2 separate regions of the Muntiacus reevesi genome follow, and region 2 is linked to region 1. Evidence: chromatin contacts called from public Hi-C data. All regions are on one chromosome and are shown on one strand. The core of a region is the stretch at or near the end of the contact, and the rest is flanking DNA. Distances in the headings are between cores, read along the strand shown.

Region 1 (5,420 bases), core at 1,163-3,662:
TCAGAAGACCAACCAGTCTCAAAAAGAACCATTCCACTCCCACTCCTTCCAAATGGGATATTAAATTCCAAAGTGTTGGAACTGTCACATTATAAAAATGGACCTTTCTGGGATACTGGAAATAAAAAAAAATTATTTCAAATGTTAAAGGCTATTAATGTTTTTAATAAAAGGAGCTACAACGTAGAGTGAGAGACCAGAAGCACGCTAGTTAGGAGCAGGGCCCCACTACAGGGCTGCCTGGACGTCAACCCCACACCTGTCACTTGGCATGACCCTGGGCAAGCTAACTTAATTTCTCTGTGCTTCCAGCTTCTCAACTGTAAAATGTGGGGAGTGTCAGGACCAACTCCACAGGGTTGTCATAAAGACTGAATGAGGCAGTATTTGCTCAGTACCTGGTCTGGGTAAGTTCAAGTAAGTCAATGCATATAAAAATTTAAATGCTTAAAACTATGAAAAAAGACTGAGCTAAAGATATCAACAAACTTAAAAGTCACTAAGAAGCATTCAGAGAGCTTTACTTTTTCAAAATATTCCACTTGGAGTAGATTCCACATAACTGTGAACTCCTCAGCCTATCTTAAAAAAAAACCTACTCAGACACTGCATTTCAGCATTCCCTGTGGGCAGCCAACATGGTACTTGCTTTCCTAGTAAACTGTCATTTTCTACATTAAAACATTTCAAATAAGTGAAAGTGGAACACATATAGATGGAACAGTCTGTGCGTACCAAGTGTGTGTGGGGTGTGTGTGTGTGTGTGTGTGAGGGAGAGGTGCAATAAATCTCAGTGCCATTCATACTGTAGGAGCCTAAATAAATATCATTATTAAATCTCGTGTTATTTGAGTATCTAAATAAACATGGCTGCATCCCTCCTGAAAAGGAATCTAAACCGTCCCTGAAATCAAATTAATGGACATAATACTATAGAACTTTAAACAGATTACTAGAAAAATCAGCTGCATAGCCTAAGATTTTCATAAGATCTTCTCATGAAGCCCGGAACAAGGCCTCACTGTGAACTCCGTGAAAAACAAAAAGAGGCAAAGTCTACCTAAAACTTCAGAACCCACCTGCCCTCTTTTAAGTCAAACTGTGAAGATGAACAGAGCAGCTTTCAGAGTCCCTAAACGAAAAACTTCTGGTAACTCTCTCTGCCTAGATGAGCAAAGCAAACCCGCGAGCGGTCCGACACTGGACGCACAGCGGTGAAGCGATGGGCCGGCTGGGGAGGTGCAAAGATTTCTCCTCTTGTCAGTCCAAAGTTGCTGGGAGACTACCTCTACCTCTTTCTTAAGACTGCTGGAAACAAATCAGATAATGAGGATACAAGCCAAAAAAAAAAAAAAAAAAAAAAGGCGCTACAAAAATACTGTCTTAAAATGCATTCTCTCTCTTAGGTTCCTGAGCTTTCCTAGCAAACACACGGAAAACAGAATACACTGCTCTCAGTTAAGGGAAGGGTTACCCTACCGATGCGGTCCACTCGGCCGCATCGATGCTTTACGTTAGCTTGATTACAGACACGAAGCGCTCCGGTTTGCAAGTAGCTGACCATTCCCACTCCTTATTTCACTGGGGCTCCCAGACAAGCGCTGTAAACTCGGGCCAAAAACCCTAGGCCTCAGAACCGAGCACTTGGTCTTACTTTGCCTCGAGTTTGCGAACCGGGAGACCAGCTGCACTAGGCAGAGAAGGGGAAAACACCAAGGGGACGCTGGGGCCGAGAGCACCGTGCGGGAAGGAGGGAGCACCCCGCCAGCCGAGGCTCCGAGCGATGAAGGAGGGCGCGCCCGGCGCCCCTCTGCTCCCGGCCCGGAAGACTGACACCGGCGGCGGCGCGGGAGCCGCCTGCGGAGAGGAGCGCTCGGGGCTCGCCGTCGCGCGGGCTGCTCCGGAAGACCCGCTCGTCGCCTCAGAGGCGGGCAGGCGCGCCCGCGCCGCGGCCTCGCGCTCGAGACCCGTAGAGGCCGCTCGCGCCCTCGCCTCCCTGGGCAACGCCGCTGCGGGCCCCGGAGGCCCTCGATCCAACAGCCGGGGCCTCCGGGCGGGCGGAGCGCCGAGGCCGCCCTCCCGCGCCCCCACGGCGCCGCGCGGGAGGCAAAGTTTGGCCGCGACCGCTGGGCCGCGAAGTTTCCCGCCCGCTCGCCCGCCCGGGCGGCGCTCAGCCCGTCCCCTCTCGGCCCGCCCCTGGCGCCGGCCCTCCGCGCCCCCGGACTACTTACTCTGGCTGTTCCCGCAGCGACGGCGCCTCCGCGGCGGCCATCTTGAACTTCCTGACTCCTCGGCGGCGGTGGCGGCGGCTCCGCGGACGGCGGAAGCCAGGGGAGGCGGAGGAAGAGGGAACGGGGCCGTCGCGCATGTGCCGACAGCGTCGGGACCCGTGGAGCTCGGCGTCGCTCGAAAAATCCGGATATACAAGCGCATCCGGGGACGGAGCGCACTGGCGTCGTGACGCACTTCCGGAAGGGGCGAGGCCGCGGCCGCCCTGGCCGGGGCTTTAAAGGTGCGCGCTCATTGGGTAAGAACCGTCATCAAGTTCTAGGAACCTGGAGAAAGGATGGAAGGTGGAGGGGTCCGCATCCGGGGCGCAGTTCCGAGAATTGGTCTGTTGTGGGGCCCAGACTCGGGTGAAAATTTTCAAGCTGGGCAAACAAGATGATTTTGCTTCTTAAATGCCTTCTTATCCCTTAGCTAACTCAGTGTGAAGCGGTATTAAGAGAAAGTTTGTAGACAGGCATTTTGCCTGTAGACAGGCAAGCTAGGGCTGTACCTAGAACATAGAGAACTACTAGTATTGGCACGTTCGTTTGAAACTTTGGGAACTTTGTTTCAGATTTTGTTGAGCCCATACGTCAGGAGTCCGTTACTCCTGTCCAGGTTCTCTGGACCTGTAGACTGAATTTTTAAGTGACATTTCTGGTCCAAATAACTTTGTGATTTTGTTTTTCTATAATAATGGAATCTACAGTAATGAGATGAAATGAAACACCGTATGTGAAAAGTTACTGCCTCTTGGTTAAAAGTTACTGTCTCTAGCTGACTCACTTGAGAAGACCCTGATGCTGGGAAAGATTGAAGGCGGGAGAAGAAGGGGACGATAGAGGATGAGATGGTTGGATGGCATCACCGACTCATGGACAGGAGTTTGAGTAAACTCCGGTAGTTGGTGATGGACAGGGAGGCCTGGTGTGCTGCAGTCCATGGAGTCGCAAAGAGTCGGACACGACTGAGCGACTGAACTGAACTGAACTGTCTGTTGGAGAGCTTTCAATAACATGTAGGTTTTTACATTCTCTTTCTTTCTCTGAAGAGTATCTTTCTTCATACTTGAGCCTAAAAGCAAGGTGGTGATCACTTTTATTCTTGTAATCAAATGAGTTTGGGTTTGATTTAGAAATCTGAGTTCAGAATAGCTGAGCTTATATGTCTCTTGATTGTCAGAGGGGAAGAGTTAAAATATTCTTTTAAAATAAGTCTCTAGTTGGCTGAATCCCAAATGTGTTAAAATGTTAAGCATTTTCCCCTCATGGACTTTATTAATACGGAATACTAAATACTTGGATGTTTATTGACTTCTGTGGGTTCCCCTACCCTCACCCCACACCCATTGCTGCATTTCTTCGAATGGTCCTTAACTGTTTTCTTCAAGAAGGGTTTCTTTCTTTCTCCTTAATTATCAAATTTAGGTATAACTTAGAAGGCTTCTTTCAAAGGAAATAGTTTTCAGAAATGTGTTAAGAATGGTTTATATTTTCACCCATATATTTATTGATGTACTGGTAGTGTGTAGGTTGGAATTTCAGAATTCTGCTAATTGTTCCTATCTCTAGATTCTCATCCAGGTATATCTTTTTAAAAGGTATTATGTATACAGCAATACAGCAGTCTTATATTTACTATTTATTATATTCTCTGTCCTACGAAGGCAAGGCCGTGTGTCACGGTGTTAAGAATAGCTTAGATACGTTATTAAAATAACATTAGTACGTTATTTTTAAATATATAATTTTAAAGTGAAAATAAACATGGTGTATGTAGTACAAACCTATTACAGACCTCTTCTTGGAAGTGAGTACAAGCCTGTAAGAGATCTCATCTTGGATATATAGTAGAATAATACACTTTAAGGCAAAAGAAGCCTAATAAACTGGCACTCAGAGGTAAGGTGACTTGATTGTGATGACTCAGTTCCCAGGTGCCAAGCCATGGTTTAAACTGAAATTTCTCAAGTCTGCACTCTTCATTCTTACTGTGCTGTTTCCCACAGAAAAGTCATTTGTTTAGCATCTCCCGATAGTGCACCCATCCACACAGTTCTTTGGTTTTCAAATGCTTTTTGAATATAAGTAATGGAAAGGGTGAGGAGGGCATGGCAACCCACTCTAGTATTCTTGCCTGGAGAATCCCTTAGACAGCCTGACGGGCTTCAGTCCATAGGAATACAAGAGTTGGACATGGCTAAAATGACTTAGCATGCATGCAAGGGAAAGAGTACTGGATTGGTACTAGAAATTCCTTATTTTCTCTAGGTCCAGAAACTGTAGTCTCTTTCTTGTTGATTAGTGGCGTGCTTATACATCAGTCTGTTTCCTCAGCCTTAATGTGGTCTCCCTGGCCCCAGCCCCACTCTCTATTTCTTTGCAGCATCTTTAACGTGGAGATTAAACGAAGCATCCTGAGTGTGGGGAAGGATGGGTGGGGAACAGAGGAACTAAGGGTCAGGTTTGAATCCTGATTATGGCTGGCTCAAGTTGAGACTTGGACAAATCATTCAAGTTTTAAAAGAGAGCATAGTGAAAATGAAGCTTGAGAAAATGATGCTGGCAAAGATCTCCTTTAAAAATGTCTCACCAAATTCGCTCGCACGGTGCTACTTCTGGAGAGTGCACTAGGACAGGATTTGTCAAGGACTCACTCCAAACTGCTGTTTTGGAAGTTCGTTTTGGAAGAAGCGGCGCTCTCTGAAGGCAGAGTTAAAGCAAACGTCCGCTTATTACTTTAATCGTTCAGCAGACGTTTCCAAAGCAACAGACTTAAGCCCGACTTTTCATTTTCAAACCCGAAGCCCATCGTTGCAACCGCGCCGCTTTTTCCTTCCTGCGTTCGGAGACCTTTGCTCCGGAAAGCTGCCGGGGCAGAGCCGCCGGGAAGGGCTGGCCCCGCCCACTGGAAGCCCATGGGGGCGGGGCCTCAGCGGAGGGCAGGGCCCCGGTGGTGAGGCTGGGTTGCTCAGAGGGGTGTGGGATCTTCCCCGACCAGTGATTGAACCCCAGTGTCCAGCATTGGCAGGCGGATTCCTGTCCTCTGCGCCACCAGGGAGATCCCTAAAGTCTGGCTTTTAAAAAGCTCAGCTATCAGCTTTGTGAGGTAGACCTCTATGTTGTGAGTATATGAGGGGAGTGTTTTTGTAA
Region 2 (5,344 bases), core at 2,105-4,604, 510 kb after region 1:
AAGAGGGTCAGAAGAGCAAAGTGTGGGCCCCAGGCTGTCACGCGCAGTGCGCTGACTGCAGTTAAGACCACGACATGTCCCAACGACGGGATCGTGAAAGTCCTCATCAAGAGGGAAAAGGAGCGGAACTGTGTGCGGTGACGGTGACGAGCGTCAACTGGACTTACTGTGATCATTGTGCAATGGATACAAACCTCATATCCTTACATTACACATCTGAAACAATACAAAGTGATGTCAAGGGTACCTCAGAGAAAAGACACACAAGAAGAAGAAAGTTTAAAAAAACCCCAAAAGCCACAGAGCATCTATGACTCACCAGTGATGTCCTTCCCCGTGGCCCTGGGCTCAAAGTTCAGGGCATAGAGGTCAGAAACGGTGACGCTGCAGCCTTGCTGGCTCAGTTCAGCCACCGCCACGTCCTTCAGGGCCCCGTTGAAAGACCTGGGCTCTTGGTGTGCGTAGACGATGAGCACTTTCTTACCTAAATCCAGACAAGAAACCATTTCTCTTGAAGAATAACTCCCCTCTGTCAAAGCTGAACAAGGACCAAGCTGACAACAGGAGGCACACAAGGGCTGAGGCTAAGTGAGAAAGACCAACGCTTTTTACGGGAGACAGCTGCAAAACAATGCGCATTCTAAGAACCTAGCTCTATCAGTTCACCACTACTTGGGTTTACGGACACAGGAGTCGAGTTATGATTCCCCAAGAATAACACGACTGCATTCTTTTAAAGCCCAATCTGTTCTGGTTATCCACTATGAGACGTTTTAGCCGTGTTGCCTAAGATCAGAATTAGAAACTGCTGTGACTCATCTTTCGTGCTAACCCCTTGTTGGCAGGTCGGTCGCTGACACACAGCTCTGCTTCCTTCCTCTCCACTGAAAACTGACACATAAGATATATTAAAAAAAAAATCAGATATGAGTCCCCGGGGGACGCAGGGTCTGCATGAAGCCCGGCTTCGGTGGAGAGCCTGACAAGAGGCCCCACCCAGTGCCATTCATACCAACAGTCTCTGAAGCCACACGGTCCTCCAGGACATTCTCCGAGGTCATGTACCAGTTCCTTCCAGAAGGCAGCTGTGGGGATGTGTTTAAATTTTCCGTGGGAACCTCTTAAGACCAAAATATTTAAACTCTTGATCTATATTATTCTGTTCAGGCCCTTGAGAAAATATAAATGTTTGAAGCAAACAGCTTTGGGGCACTCAGCAGGGTGTAAAGGTTGAACTGCACGAGTGAAATTAATGATTAACAGTTTTAACTTCTCAGGCTCATTTGTTATAAAGGAACTTGGGGGCTTAACAGGAAACAGGATACAAATGAAATAGCCACACTGATGGTTCTAAACCAGGGAGACTGCTACCTCCCAGGGAGTGTTTCACAACATCTGGAGACATTTCTCGGTTGTGGCATCCGGAGGGAGCGCTGCTGGGATGTGGGAGACAGAGAGCCAGGCTGCAGGACACAGCACAGGAGAGGCCCCCCGACAGAGCGCGCTCTGGCCCCAGACGTCAGCAGTGCCGCAGTTGAGAAGCCCTAATGTACAGCATATGCATAAAATAACATGAATTTTTATCTTATGAAATGCAAGGATTTTCATGTTATAGTGTTGAACAAAAAGACGTCACAGCGGGATGCATGTGTCATGCGGTATTTCTAACTATGGTCACTCTCGGGGCTCACTCAGTATCTATTGATCGAGCAGCTATTATGTCCCAGGGGGTCATCCCAGAGGCTGGAGGCAAAGCAAAGACAAGATAAGCATTCTATTTTGTCGGGGCTGAAATGAACAATAAAACAAGTAAGAAAATACAAAACAAGATAATTCCAGGTTGCAGTCCACATTATAAACAAGTTTTATACAGGAGTGTTGTCTGGAGTTTTTATAAAAAAGTATTCAATTTCTAATAAATTTTTCATTTAACAAAGTTTTACTCCCCCATAGCTAATAGTTACCTGCCATGTCCCAGGAAGATGGGTATTTTTCTCTCTGAATCCTGTTGGGAGGAGGGTGTGCTGTTAGTCCTGGGTGCAGGGGGCCCTGAGCTCTCAGGCACGGTCACTCTCAGTGATGCCAACGACCTAGAAGAGGAAACAAATGCTGAGGGAGGTAGGCAGACTCGGTGGGCAGCAGTGGGCAGGATGAGGCAGGGGGAACGGCAAGCGCGAGGCAGCGTTGGGACTGGCCTGGGGTGCTCAGAGAGCCGACAGAGCGGACATGCGGATACAACAGAGCTGGGTGGTGCGGAATTTGGTCCAAGGGGTGGGTGGGTCAGTAGTGCGGGGGTGAAGACTTTATCCTGAGCCTAGCAGAAGCCCCCGGAACATGTCTGGAGAGTGATGGGCTGCAGACTCAGGGAGCATCTGGTCCTGAGATCTCCGGGGTCAGGGCCCAAAGACACTCTGGTTTGGGAAGAAAAGCTTTCATTTCAGTGACCACAGCAGGGGAGGCATCCCCTTACCGCTCTGCCTGGTCCAGGGTACCTAGTTACATCGCCTGCCAGGCCACTGCAGGCCTTGGAGTTCTGACTCCTCAGGGGGCCCAAGTCTGCTAGTTGTACGGAATGAGCCACTGAGGCCCAAGAAGCAGGCCACTTGTCCAGCACTTCCCTACTGACCTTGCTCCACAGCAGGGAGAGCCGTCTCCTTCCGTGGAGAGAGCGCTCTTACCAGGCCGGCAGGAAACAGAAGCGGGCGGCTGTTAAACTACATATATCATGCCACACCAACCCGGCTGACACCTTTTATGCACTCTATCTCGTTCCATCCTCCTCGACTGCTCCTCTCCTTGTCTTCCCTCCGTCCCCCCTGCTCCATACACAGCAGCGCAGGAAGCACACACCGAATACCCGTCCCTCTTCTGGATTTTCTGGCTGAGACCCTCAGGGACTAAGGTTGGAGAAGCAGAGTTTCGGGTCCTGGCACCCGGGGCAAAGGCCGAGCCGGAGCCCCGCGGGCCCAGGCCGGGTCTCCGCGCCGCCCGCTCGCTGACCCCAGGCGGCCCGCTCCCCGTCCGCGCGTGGGGTCAGCGCGGGCCGAGTCCAGGGCGGAGGGCAGCGGCCGGGGACAGCGCCGGGCCTGCGCACACCTGCGCCCCAGGCCTCGCACGTGCAGGGGGGAAGCTCGGGCAGGCGGGGGTGGGAGCCCGCGGAGACCCTGGCCCTGGGGAGCGGCCCCCAGCGAGCGCGGACACTCACCTCGGCCAACTCGCCCGAGAGGAGCGGCAGGACGAGGCTGAACGCCCGGCGTCCACGCCACGTTCCGCCGCGCGGACTACGCACTCGCAGGCGTCGCGAGCGGACAATGCGGCCGCGCTCCGCGGGGCTGGACGCTGGGACTCGGCGGGGGCCCCGCCCACGGCCCGCCCACGGCCCGCCCACGAGCGCCGAGGCCACGCCCACCCCGCCTCTCCCCGGAGCGCAGCCCCGCCCCCGACCTGTCTGGACCTCTCCTCGCGCTCGGCGGACCGCCCGGCATAGCCCCGCCCACAGCCCTTCGCCCCGCCCCTGCCCTGTCCCGGCCCCTCGGAGCCGGCCCGGGGGCTCCGCGCCGCGGCGGCTGAAGGGATGGCAGTTCTGGGAAGGGGGCCGCCGCGTCCGCCCCTAGGCCCACCGAGGGTCAGAACACTCAGCCGTAAAAAGGATGAGCGATCGGGGTCCCAGCAGCCGGGGCGAATCTGCAGAGAATCACGCTGCATGAAAATCGCCAGTCCTCGAGGGTTCCCCCGAACGATCACGTTTAGGCAGCACTCTTGAGATGAGATTCTAGAGGCGGAGAACAGGTTAGCGGTTGCCAGGTTTCTGGTGGGGGGGTGTGATTCTAAGAGGGACCTTGTGCTGATGGGAATGTGCGGTGTGTGACCGTTCCGGCGGTGGCGTTGTTCTGTGGTCTGGCCCGACGTTCTTATTGGGCAGGCTGGGGGTGAAGGGCACACCGGCAGCTTCAAGGCCAAGGAGATCCCCGGAGGGCAGAGAGGCACCGAACTGGAGCCTGCAGACGTGTGGGGGAGGGCTGCTGGTGGGCACTTTGGGCCGATTGTCTCTTTCCCCTCTTCCCAGCACTTTCTGGCCTGCGCCACCTCACTTGTAGACCCCCTGCCATTGGGACTCACTCGAGGACCCTCCCAAACTCTGCCTTGATTTCTGGTGTCCCGGGATGGCCCTTGGGGCTCTCCTGGTGGCTCAGATGGTAAAGAATCAGCTTGAAATGCAGGAGACCCAGGTTTGATCCCTGGGTCGGGAGGATACTCTGGAGATGTTCATGGCAACCCACTCCAGTATGCTTACCTGGAGAATTCCATGGACTGAAGGTCCATGGGGTTGCAAAGAGTTGGACACCACTGAGCGACTAACTCTTTCACCTTCAGGATGGGCCCAGAGAGCGAAGGCTGGTTCCCCTTCGAGCATAACTTTCCTGATGCAAACAGCTGCAGCTGCGGTTCCCACATCAGCGTTGGGGCGGTCTGTCCGAGGCTGCTGTCTTTCTTGGGTTCATGGTGAGGACACGGCCTCTCTATGCGTGCCGTGCCCTTGTGCCAGCAGTGGACAGGCCCCTTGTCTTGTGAGCCTGGGAGGCGCTGGGGCCATTGTCATTTTAGAATGACCTTTAGCTGGGGGAAAAGTTGTAGAGGCATTTCCAAATGTACCAGAATGTCCTCAAAGGTGAGATCTGGTTTAAGTTTTCTTCCCTCTTTGTTGTCAGACTGAGATGATGTCCGCAAATCATCTTTGAGTCACGTGAAATGATTGCAACTAAGAAAGGCGGATGCAGGGACTCTGGGGTAACCTTCCAAGGAGGGTGACTGACGCTGTTGTCCCTTGGGAGGGGGGTGGTTCACGTCTTTGGTGCCCTGAGGTTGTGGTTGTTTATGCTGTCCTGTTTCACTCTTGCAACCTCATGAACTGTGTAGCCTGCCAGCCTCCTCTGGGATGTCCCAGGCAAGAATACTGGATTGGCTTGCCATTTCCTCCTCCAGAGGATCTTCCCAACCCAGGGATGGAACCTGCATCTCCCACTTGACAGGCAGATTCTTTACCACTGAGCCTCCAGGATGCTGTGAGGACCAATGAGGAAGACAGCCAGACCTCCCGGTGGTGGTGGTGGGAAGACCCGGTGACCGTGAAGCCGCAGGGAACCAGCCCGGGAGCCGTCTAGTCCCTGGTGTGGGGGTGGAAGTGCTGGGCCGGAAGGGAGACCAAGGTGCGACCCCGCCTCTGAAAATTCAGGTGCGGGGAGCTTCTGGGTCCAGCCCCGCTTTGATCCTAGTCCGCGACGCGGCAGCACCATCTGGCGGCCGCGCGCGGGAATCGCAGGTGCGGAGGGGACGTCGCCCTTCC

Evidence for each region. A called contact is a pair of places that touch in the nucleus more often than the background predicts.
Region 2: a contact with region 1 is called in a Hi-C map of muscle, with 4 times the contacts expected there. The contact joins the promoter of NQO2 here to the promoter of PRP4K in region 1. A contact is called at or near these places in 2 of 3 Hi-C or Micro-C datasets (blood and muscle).

What each region holds. Positions count from the first base shown.
Region 1 is chr20:50,191,545-50,196,964 of mMunRee1.1, forward strand. It overlaps PRP4K (pre-mRNA processing factor kinase PRP4K), which reads right to left and starts at 2,413. Exons shown (of 16, transcript XR_010660002.1): 1 at 2,232-2,413.
Region 2 is chr20:50,702,559-50,707,902 of mMunRee1.1, forward strand. It overlaps NQO2 (N-ribosyldihydronicotinamide:quinone dehydrogenase 2), which reads right to left and starts at 3,355. Exons shown (of 7, transcript XM_065913408.1): 1 at 3,206-3,355; 2 at 1,965-2,090; 3 at 320-484. The coding sequence starts at 1,971. The region is part of intron 1 of LOC136151943 (a long non-coding RNA gene); the gene reads left to right.